Linked DNA regions of Mus musculus: region 1 is linked to region 2. Evidence: chromatin contacts called from public HiChIP or PLAC-seq data. All regions are on one chromosome and are shown on one strand. The core of a region is the stretch at or near the end of the contact, and the rest is flanking DNA. Distances in the headings are between cores, read along the strand shown. Region 1 has its middle 19 kb from the start of Gm40301. Region 2 holds the start of Adgra3 (adhesion G protein-coupled receptor A3).

The links. HiChIP or PLAC-seq counts read pairs in DNA pulled down with a chosen protein or histone mark.
Region 1: a contact with region 2 is called in an H3K4me3 HiChIP or PLAC-seq map of embryonic limb bud, with 2.6 times the contacts expected there. The contact joins the enhancer-like site here to the promoter of Adgra3 in region 2. A contact is called at or near these places in 2 of 39 promoter capture datasets (cranial neural crest and fetal liver), 4 of 484 Hi-C or Micro-C datasets (cortical neurons, embryonic stem cells, muscle stem cells and 1 more), 7 of 115 datasets of contacts at active chromatin or transcription factors (craniofacial prominence, embryonic limb bud and embryonic stem cells) and 3 of 9 other capture datasets (adipose tissue, embryonic stem cells and liver).

The regions. Positions count from the first base shown.
Region 1 is chr5:50,196,204-50,202,009 of GRCm38.p6, forward strand. No RefSeq gene overlaps it. Among named protein-coding and RNA genes, the nearest start is that of Gm40301, 19 kb to the right of the region's middle. Within about 2 kb of position 1,483, at least 26 of the 459 cell types and tissues checked have an H3K27ac peak or open chromatin away from gene starts, as enhancers often do. A contact at or near this core is called in craniofacial prominence and embryonic limb bud, where this site is marked.
Region 2 is chr5:50,054,971-50,060,484 of GRCm38.p6, forward strand. It overlaps Adgra3 (adhesion G protein-coupled receptor A3), which reads right to left and starts at 4,026. Exons shown (of 19, transcript NM_133911.1): 1 at 3,582-4,026. The coding sequence starts at 3,805. It overlaps LOC115490186 (a long non-coding RNA gene), which reads right to left and starts at 3,573. Exons shown (of 2, transcript XR_003955916.1): 1 at 3,164-3,573. Gm36702 (a long non-coding RNA gene) reads right to left here. Exons shown (of 3, transcript XR_001784857.2): 3 at 5,413-5,514.

The sequences.
Region 1 (5,806 bases), core at 233-2,732, 140 kb after region 2:
ACCTGCTTTGAGGAATAGTAGGGGTTAGATTTCAGGGTCTGCTGCTGGTCTGAAGACTCTCTCTACTCTTCATGTGGTCTCATTTTGAGAAAGACTCTTTCCCTCTTCTGATATATAATATGTACATATCATAAATGTAAATGAAGGTGTATAACAACCTCGGTCACCACATATTTGGAATAAATCTTAGGAGAAATATGCGAGTAAAGAAATACGCACATACAACACTATATATGGCAAACTCGATGGGCACGGAACCTCTTCTGTGTCTACAGATTTTTCTAAATGACTCCATGATTCCCTGGGGGCTCAGCTACACACAGCAGAAGAGTAGACACATTGTGGACATTTGAAAGCTAAGTACAGAGCTGGGCTAAGGCAATTTTGCTCTCTGAGAGAAGAAAAGAATCATAGTGCAGGCCAGGAAAATAATTTTGGAAACTCAGTTAATTGTGAAAGGGAGGCTGAGCCAGAGTGTAGTTAGAGATACAAAGGGAACACTGTTCCCTTCTGTAAGTGATTTCCCATATGTAACGTGGGGCCAATCCTAGCAGGTGACTTCAGAGCTCTGGAAAGATTTAACCACACAGGAATAAATCTTGCAAACACATTTGGGGGAAAAATGCAAAGTATAACCTTTAAAAATAAAACCCCGTGGCTGTCACATTTAAAGACTGAGAGCTCAGAAAAGCGAGGCTTGTTTGTACCAACCACAAAGGCCGGGGACCCGTGGTTTTACTGTATTTCTCATCCCAGGAAAATATTTACACTTGGAGAAGATGATGCATTTTTAACTATAAAAGCCTACATAGCATATTTGTGAGGGTCTTGCAAATAAAAATGATTTTATCCTCTAGCCTGACAAAACTGACAGCTCTGCTTAAGCCATCAAAACCAGAGGAAGAAATCGTACTAGCTTTTAAGTTCCCGAAGCTTTTTATTCTTAATCGTCATGTGTACAGGCGATCCTGTGAAATCAAAAGGTCTTTAGTGAGTGCACTGTTGCATTTTGCTGCAACATCCAGGATCCCAAAGTTCTTAGAAGGCCAGATATGCATTACATTGATGGGAGGAGAAAATAAAACCAGAGAGAAACATTTAAAAAACAAAACCAAACATTAGAATAGCCATAGAGTAGTAAACCAGACACCAATGGAATGAACTTGCACCATAGAGAAATAAGGAGAACTTAGAGGAATTTCACAGTGTTGGGCACTTAATCATCAATAATGTAATTATTGAAAAGCAGTCAGTTTTTAATGTAGAAATCAGCTTGTTTAGAAGAAGAAAAGGAGGGGCTAGTGTAAACTAAATGTCATCCATATTTGTTAGCCATCATGCCCAAAAGTAAAGTCCATATTTTTAGCTGAAGTCTTGAGGCTTCCAAAATATCAGAGACAGAAATAAAACAAAAGCTGCACACAAGCTGGAGAAGAAGATCCAAAAATGGACATGCCAATACTCACTAGTATTTTGTCTTTCCAGAAGAAACATCTGCATGCCCTTAATTAGAAGGTGCTCAGGATGTACTCAGTAGTCCTTCCTATCACTTCTCATTTCCAATTTGTCTCTCTGTAGCATCCCAGGAGAGTTTCATGGCAAGCCACATAAAGAATCCTTCCTCCTTCCCTCCCTCCCTCCCCTCCTCCCTCCCTCCCCTTCCTTTCTTGTTTTAAGATATATTTATGCATTTTATATATAATAGTACTTGTCTGTATTTACACCTATATAACAGAAGGGGGATCGTAGCCTATCAAAGATGGGTGTGAACCAATCTATAGTTGCTGGGAATTGAACTCAGAACCTCTAGAAAAGCAGCACAGTGCTCTTAACGGCTGGGCCATCTCTCTAGCCCTGTGCTGTGGGACTGGATGTTTAGATAAAGGAGTGAACATTGGACTGAAATTTTACCTTTCCCATGGTTTGACTGTGTCCCCAATGCACACTGAAATTTAACCCTAACTCAACAGTGTAGACAGGGAATCTTTAGTAGGTGACTAGGTCACCAGTGTGCTGCACTTATGGTTAGATTGGTGCCATTATCATGAGAGTGGCATGGCTATAGTGGAACACACGCTGGATAAAGAGCTGACTTCTGCACCGTTTCTAAGGTGCTTGCTGGCTCTTGCCCTTTCTTGCCATTTGCCAGGATTGTACCCTTGGACTTTCCAGCTTCCAGGACCTTGAGCCGAATGCATTTCTATGGTTTATTTATTACTCAATCTAAAGAGTTTTATTATAGCAAATAGTGGAATAAAATATTTACTTTCCTAGAATTTTTACTAAACTTGAAAATGAGATTGATATAAAATAGACCGTCCAATGAAAAGCATTCAGGTTTTTACGTATGCATACGGAGACAATGAAATGTAGACCCAAGTAATCACCAGACCCCATGCTTATGCAACAAGTTGAACAAAGCAGGACAATTAAAACATCAAACTTCTGCATTTCTGCATGTAGATTTCTCTGAGCTTTCCCTTCCCTAGGTGTTGTGACAAGAATTTCTCTTCTGTCATTGGTCAGGCAAGGTCCTTTGACATGGGAGCTCCCCTGACTATGTGGTGATGAGCATGCCTCTTTTCTCATGATGCAAAGAGGCCAGGGCATCCTTTTTCTTTCTGCTTTTCTTACAGTGCCTCTGCTCCAAATAATCCTCATGTCGCAGTGGCCTATTTGATGTGGCTTCTGATAGCCTGTAGCAACAATACTCTTTGGAATATGAAAATGGTTGAATTCAAGGCTTTGGCGCTTGTTTTATTTTAAGATCATGATGTGGTTGAGAACATAATAATGCCACATTTGATAGCTTGGCATTTGAAAAAAATAGCACTGGCTGAAGGCTTAGACTTATCTTCAAAGCCAAATCTTTCTTCGCTTATGGGAATCATCAAACCTAGGATGGTTTCTCTGACAAAAAAAGCACTTAGCTACCTATTTGTGGCTGATATCCAAACCAAAGCCCCTGTCTCTTACATGTCCAGAAAAGAAAGGTAGGAATTGCAGGTGGAAAACAGTATTTCAGTTGCCTTCCCAATCAAAATGGCCAGGTTAACGAGTGTTCCCCTTACTGTCTGAGTACCACTAAGGTAGAGGGAGAACACTAAACACTGAATTTTAAGGGATGAAAAGTGAAGACATGGCTAAGAGCAACCACAAAGTTCAGACATTTGGATTCTACCTATGAAATCTTACCATGGTTTTGTGATATCCATGTTACAACTTTACTTTGATTCACTATCGTATAGTAATATATTATATGCTTGCCCTGCAAATGTGATCATGAAGGAAAATTTCTACCATGGTGGTGGATAGAGAACTTGCATCACTTCCTGAATTAGACACAGCCAGAAAACCAAACATGGGAAGCAGTCCATTTTACGCAATTATCTTTCACCTTTATGTGGCTACATCATTTTTCTGGTTTCCAACACCCACATTTCCTTCAGACTTTGATCTTCTCTGCCCAGTGGGACAGAGGCTTCTGCTAGAGTTAAATACACCATCTCAAACATCTCTAACTTCCTCCCACCTTTCTACAATTCATCTCCTGGCCCATCAAAAGCTCATTTCTCATGCAATGTTTAGGGTTTACCATTGCAGTTGGTCAGGCATACATCTGCCACCACTAAAGCTTTATACTATCATCAGAATCTTTGCTCTCCCATCCCCGAGTTCTGATCATTGTCTTCTTTGGTTTCTTTTTGCTATGAATTTTGCTTATTGTGTATAAAGACTGTAATATAAGATATCATTAATGAGAATGCAAACTTGTCAAACCCACGTACAGAATGAGCATGACATAATCTCCCATAACTACTTGAAGGAGACAGATTATAGTGCATATTCAGATGCTATAAGTAGACATGTTAAGCTGCGGGCTGGTAGGTTGTTGGGAGTTATGAGTTAATTCAGGGTTCTCCGTTACCCACAATGAATTACCTTCAGAAGATAGCAACATCTCCTGTCTTCCAAACTGGATGGATGCCAAGACTGAGCAGCTGAGGTTTTCTATGGAGTCTGCTGAGGGACATCCTTGATGCCTGTGTCCTAAACTGAAAAACTGCCCATCTACTACATGCAGTGCCTTCAGATGAATGGGCTCCCCACTGAGGCTTGCTGGACTCAGCAGCAATGGGGCTTGCTCCAATAGTTTCCCCTTGTCTCTCCATCTCTAGCTGCTTTCTCTATTCTGGTCTTGGAAAGTGTTAAAAGAAATGGCAAAAAAAAAAAAAAAAAAAAAAAAAAACCTTCAGGAAAACTAGCTACCCCTCTATCTACGTTCACAGTCTTCGTCAGTAAACCTGAAGAAATTCATGGGATGATACTAAAACAGAGATAATTTTTATTTTTCTGTCTGTCTTAGTCTTTCACCTGTGTATGCTTTAGGAAAACACTCCTCATGTTTGATCCCAAAAAACACCATCTAATGTAGTTGACTTTTCACAGAACCCTTAAGTTTTTACTTCAAATGCCCAGCTTACAAGCCACATTTTTGTTAAAGTTTCCTGTAGCTCTCAATACGGTCACTAACCAAGCTTTTAGCACATGAACCCTTGAAGGATAAACCGTTTCCAAACATTGCATCGGGGAGCTTTAATCGGTAGACTGGAAGAAGACTTGGACCCAGACCACGCTGCTCTCCTTGGCTCGCTGTTATTGTTTCTAGCTTTTCTCATGTGGATAATGAACTTATGCTTTCAGGGGATGGGAGGCCAGAGATCTACTTTTTTTTTTAATGAATTTCTTTTTTTAAATTAAGCCATTTTTATTAGATATTTTCTTCATTTACATTTCAAATCCCATCCCCAAAGCCCCTTATACCCTTCCCCTGCCCTGTTCCCCAACCAACTCACTCCAGCTTTCTGGCGCTGGCATTCCCCTGTACTAGGGCATAAGATCTTCACAATACCAAGCGCCTCTCCTCCCATTGATGGCTGATTAGGCCAATCTCTGCTACATATCCAACTAGAGACACAGCTCTGGGAGGGTACTGGTTAGTTCATATTGTTGTTTCTCTTATTGGGTTGCAGGCCCTTTTAGCTCTTTGGGTACTTTCTCTAGCTCCTTCATAAGGGGCCCTATGTTCCATCCAATAGATGACTGTGAGCTGAGCCTGGCACATCCAGAGAAGCTGTAAAGGAATGGAGAAGACAGCCAACTAAACGCATTTTAAATAACTGCTAAGGTTTAACCAAGGGGCATCAGCAAGACAATGGAAAGACAAGACAAAGATCCCACTCACTGGGGAATTCGAACTTAAAAGTAACTTCAATAGTTCATGGAATTTTAGATAAAAGTTAACCAAACTAAGAGGGAAGCAAGTTTGAAACAGGGCTGAAAAAGACCTTGGAGGGTGAGAAATATGAAGAACAAAATAAAGTCCCCGAACTGGAACAGCTTGTTTGATGAAACCCCCAGGTGCACGTGACCAGAGCGCAGGGGAACAAGCTCTGCTACCTTGGCTGACCTCTAGAAGCTTGACCTTCCAGGGCATTCTGCCGTTTAGACACAGGGAACACACTACAGGAAAGTTATATCAGATGGAAACAAGACTGGAAAAAGGAGTCCATCTGAAACTTTTAGGCCTGGATGGATTTCTATTGACTGGGAATAACAGACAAGAGTCCACTGCAATGAAGGTAAATTGAAAGCTACACCACGCACAAAGGTACTTAAAGTTAGCTCAGGTTAGATGTGGGTAGCCTATGGCAGGTAGAGGGGGATTTGAATATCATCGCAGACCTGGGACAGCCTCTGATTATGGATGCAAGATGGAAAATTCAGGGCAGGGTCTCCTCTATCT
Region 2 (5,514 bases), core at 2,776-5,275:
CACTGTTTTCACTTATCAAACTAAGAGAAAACCAGACTTCATTCCTGAGTGACAATTCCCGACTTAACTGTTTCCCTACAATAACTGTGAAGGCAATACACACGGACACACATGGCTAACCCTGTAAAGCTTTCAGCCAATCACGTTCTCAGAACTTTTAAAATAACATATGTAATAATATTTCATATAAATACAGAGATGTAATAAATAATTTGTGTCCTGTAAAACTATTAAATGCAGGTATTTTTTTGTTCACTTTCTCTGTAAACTTCATAACTAAAATTTATCTCCTTAACAGAATCTACAAGAGAACCTGGGACCGAGCATGCTCAGGCCAAAGACCTTTGCTCAACTTCTTTTGATAAACACAGCATCTGGAAGTAAGAAGTGTTCATTCTCAGGGTTGAAAGATGTCACAGTGTCCACCTATAGCAATGACAAGTTCCTCGCCAGACAGAAAACTAGCCTGTCCTTGTCATACTCACAATCCAAGCCAATTAAATGTTCCTCTCTGCAGTAACATGACAGCTCACTGAAAACCCTTGGACACACACACTTAAGGCCTAAACACTAAACCAGGGAGCCAGGTATTTTCTAATGTCTCTCTCTCATGAGCATCCAGGCAAGGGACATTTGCCTCTACTATTCCAATGCCACAAACTGCACAGCATCCTAACTGAGTACTACCCTCCGGGAGCCTAGGCATGCAGGAGCACTCTGACTTCAACTTCCTCTTTGCCTCCCTGCATCAACTATTTTCTTCAGTTGTCTTCATTTTCCCAGAATTGGCTCAGGGTTTTCTGACCCTAGATCACACAAAGTGCCAAGGCTTGCTGTCTTCCTCTGGGCGGGCCCTCTTCTGCTCAATGTGCATCCCGATAATAAAACATTTAGCACACTGCTCTAAGATTTAGTCAGAGACTGTTCTCCAAATACCTGGGTATCCCTCAAGAAGAACAGTTGCTTGTTTTGCAGTGGTGGGAATCAAACTCAAAACATTGTAGAGACTAGGCCCACTGTGTTCATCCAAGGAGCTACCCCCCTCCCCAGCCCCCAGGATCTTGATTTTACTTCTGTGTTAAAATGAAATATATGGTAATTAACCCACCACAAAGATATTTGTCCAAGCCCTAGGTAAACTGCCCCTACCTATGTAACTTTATTTGGAAAATAGGTCTTTTCAAGTATAATGAAGTAAGAGATTCTGACAAGAGTCCTTAGAGTAGCCCCTATCCCAATCCAAGACTGTTCCTTTTTTGAAAGAGAGGGTGAGAGATGGAGAGGGAGGGAAAGAGGGAGGGAGGAAGGAAGAAAGGAAAGAAGGAGAGGGGCGGGAGGGGGGGAGCCACCTAAGGCACTAAGACAAAGGAAAGAGAGCCAGGTGAGAGACTAAAATATACCTATCATAAACTGAAGGGCACTCAATGCCAAAAGAATCAAGAAAGGAGTCTATCCTAGTTTGTGAAGCTGACACCTTAGACTCTGGTCTACTGAACTGAGGAAGACTAAATCTATTATTTCAAGGAGCCAAGCATGTGACAATCTACAGCAGCCTTAGGAAACTAACAGACAACCCAAACTTCCACACAGCGTCTTCTACCAAGAATCCCCTGAAGGCAAAAAAACATTGAACTAACAAAGATGAAGGCAGGTGTGAGCATCTGATGAGACACATCTCAACTGCAGGGCAAGAATCTGGGACCAGGACCAGACACACAACCACTATGGGAACTTAGATCTGCCTTCACCCACCGTTCTTGTGAAAGCCTGTCTAGCAATATGAAACAAGTAGCCTAGGAGCCCTTCCAACAGGCTTGGAATACTCTGACCATACTTCAGCAGTGGCTTAACTGAGCCTTTACTTACTTGCTGGTCACTTAATTTTATTAATTTTATTTTTATCTAACCAGCTTTCAGACATAAACAAGGATCAAAATGACATTTCAAAGGCCTTAAATGGCTATACGCATGCAAAATCTGATGCAATAATTGATAATAGGGCAAAAGGTGATTTTGTACAGCAATATCACCAAATTTGCCAATACCTTCCGTATAATGGATCCATTTCAGGACAAGTAAACGCAAACAGGAATCAGGCTGAGTGCCGCTCACTGACCTAGCACTGGGGTGTTTATCCAGTCACTACTTAAGTCACTTGGGTGACTAATTTTTCCAGTCACAGGGGACTTCTCCAACACTGGGCCTTTCTCCACCAGACTTAGACTTTAATTAAGGTGCCTACAATTTTGTTCACTTCAAATCTGGCCAAAACCTAAATAAATAGAACTCCTGACGTCGGCCAAATGGCAAAGGCAACACCGAAGTGTTGAGTCAGTAAGAGCCCAAGAAAACGAAAACTACTTTACCCATCTTCAACCCGAGTGAGCAGAAAACACAGTTTCTTGTGTTAAATGTCTCCTTATCAAAAAAAGGAAGAAAGAGAGAAAGAAAGGAAGGGAGGGAGGGGATGGAAATAAGTCAATAAAGGTGTTGACTAGGCTATGTGACTAGGCTATCCCACCAAATATCCTTCCGTATAGTTAGGCTACATTAAAAATCCTACTTTAAGTGGGTTCATTGATCACACATGTCTTTTCCTTTATGTATGCATAGTGGCAGCCTTGATTCTTTTTTAAGAAACCTACCAAAACAACATAGGGAAGCAAGACGCCCAGGGACTCAGATTTCAGCCTGCCAAAATACCCGCTACAAACACTGTGACTCAAACTTTTCCAGACCAATTCATCTTTCACAGAAAACTGAATCTAAAGTCACTGGGCCAACCGCTCTGTCCAGCTGGCACAAAGAACCACGTTTCCAGGACTGAACCCTGGATCCTATAGCACAGTTGAGTTACCAAACTTTTCCTTCCAGGTGGAAACCCACACTGAAAACCCGAAGTCCTTCCAACCTCTGGAGGGCTCACTCAACACACACTGTTTTCAATCCCGAAGTTCCTGGCTTTCCCGAGAGCTCTCCGACTTCAGTATGGGGCTGAAATGGACTTGGACAACTTTTATCTTACATTTCTCCGAAATTAGTAACTCTAAAAGTTGTTCTGAAAGAGCACTAAAAGTAAGGCAGAAAGCGACGAGAGCTTCGTAGAGGTTTGGAGACCACACAGAGCCACCCTAAACTGTGGCGTCCTGCAAACTGGATCTACCTCAGGTGCAACTTCATTTCCACAGTTAGGATGAAGACTTCGGAGCACACAGGGTGTTCCCCAGAAGCCCCGAGCCAGGATGAATGAGCTTGGACTGCACCGACTGAGTGTTTATTAGCATCTTCACGTGGTATTCGGCGGCCGGAGCACAGCAAAAGCAGGGATGGCATGGGACGCTCCCGGGAACCCCGAAAACTTTTCTTTGCAAAACTAGCAGAGGGGGAACAGAGGCGGTTGCGAAGGCGATGGGCCACCCTGGTCCCACACTAAGCCACAGGGCTTCTCCAGCACCACCCCCAGCCCGCCGCCGCGCGCACACAAAGGAGCGTGTATACCCGGGAGACCCCCGCGCCCATTCCGCGCACCCGGGAGCGAGGGAAGCCCAGGAAAGGGCAGCGGGGCGTCGTGGGTTACTCACAGGGTGACCGTGCGGTTGGGCAGCGTGTCCGGGGGCAGAACCTGCGCGAGCTCCAGGCTGCTGCACACCACCTTCCCCTCGGCGGCGGCGGCCGCTCGGCCGGTACCCCGGGCCCGACCGTCGTGCTTGCAGCCCGCGGGCAGCGCCGCGGCCCCGCGCTCTCCTCCCCACAGCAGAGCGAGCAGCGCCAGCGGCAGCAGCAGCAGCGGCGGCGGCGGCTCCATGCCGCTGACCGGGCCTGCGGGGCCGAGAGACGGCACCGGCCTAGCGGGCGGCGGCGGGGCGGGGCGGCCCTGGCGGTGGCCCGAGCCTCCCGGCGGCCCGAGGATCGGTCCCGCTTCGCGACGACATGCTCCTTTGTCCGCGGCCGCGCTCGCCCTCCGCGGAGCCGCGGGGTCAGGGCCGCCGGGTCCCAGCTCGCCGCTCGGCCCGCGGGAGCGCCGCCTCCTCCCGCCGGCTCCTCCCCGCGCGACCGCTCCTCCCACCCCAGCCCCGCGCGCTCTCAGGCCCGCAGCCGACCCGACCTCGACCCGGGCACGCCCCCAGGTCCTGGCCGGAACTCCGCTGCTCCTGGACCCAGCGGAAGAAAGTTCTAGACTAGTCTAACTCCAGCAGCCCTGCGGCTCTGCTCCACGTTTCCTGGCGCCGCCGCCTGGCAGACAAAGCCGCCCTGCACGCCCCTAAGAGCCCTGGCTGGAGGGGGTGAAGTTCCTTTCTCCAACCTGACGAGGGGAAAGAGCCTGAAACCAATCTTTCCAAAGAAAGGCCATGGTAGAAAGTTTCATTATCCGCCAGAGCCAGAAACAGGTTTCTTCCCAATAAACTGAACTCGGAAGCTGCCCCTGGCCTGAAGCAGCTGTGGGCAGGCTGAGGATGCATGGGGACCATTCAACCGAAATTTCTGAGTCCACAGGTAGATCAGATGTTAACCAGTTGGAGCAACAGTGACGAAGCAGCCAAGAAACCCAAGCTGAATTTTATTATTCATGCCAAAGACCGCAGACCCCACCCTAACATTTGCAAGACCAGGGTTCTCCTACCCTATGTTTAAGTTTATAGAGACTATACAAGCCAACAAAATGAGTTTTATTCTCCTTTGAGAAACAGACTTCCTTAACATCCAGGAAGGAGCAACTTGGTATACAGAAACCTCGCGTACTTTGGAGTTCAACCCTGTAACTTAGCAGGTAAGGAGCACGTGATCACAGCCCGTGGACACAGCCAGTGGCCTGTCCATCCCCTGCTGGCCTTGCTTCCTATACTGGTTCCACTCAGCAACAGGTGGGGCGTGGCACCTGTGTACACACCTGTGCCCAATCAGCCTATCCGTCCCTCCCAACACAGCCACCCTTAGGCTGTCACAGAGACAGGAGTGGTTATTCCAGCTGCTTGATCTTACATCGAGAGAACTGGAAGAGAAGCAGGGTCCATGGCAGGCATTTTTTAACTTGGATCTAAAAAGACCTCCGAAAAAAAATTTCCAAGATCATGTCCCAGATATATGTATTTGGCGTTCTCCATAGTAAATAAGCTACCAAGACACTTAGATAAGTGCGAATTGTGCATCACTTGATACTTCTTGAGATTTAACTATCTAATATCTAAACACAGTGGTGCATATAGCATCTACTAATACATCAATGAGGAGAGAATTATTCTGGCTCTGGAAGTTGGCATGTGACAAGGAAAAGAGGGATCCAGACCTATAGTATCCAAGTTAGTTAAGGGTGGCTATCTAGAGCTTAAAATTTATCTACAATTCTGTAGGAAGTGGGGTTTTTATTCAATTTCACTTTTATTAAATTCAGCTTTAAATGCTATTACATATGTGTTGAACAGCACAAGTCTGTGCCTACAGTGGCTAAGAAAAGTAAGAAATCATAGCCATTATTAAGTCACTTAAAATTTACAACTAACTATAGGTCACAAACTC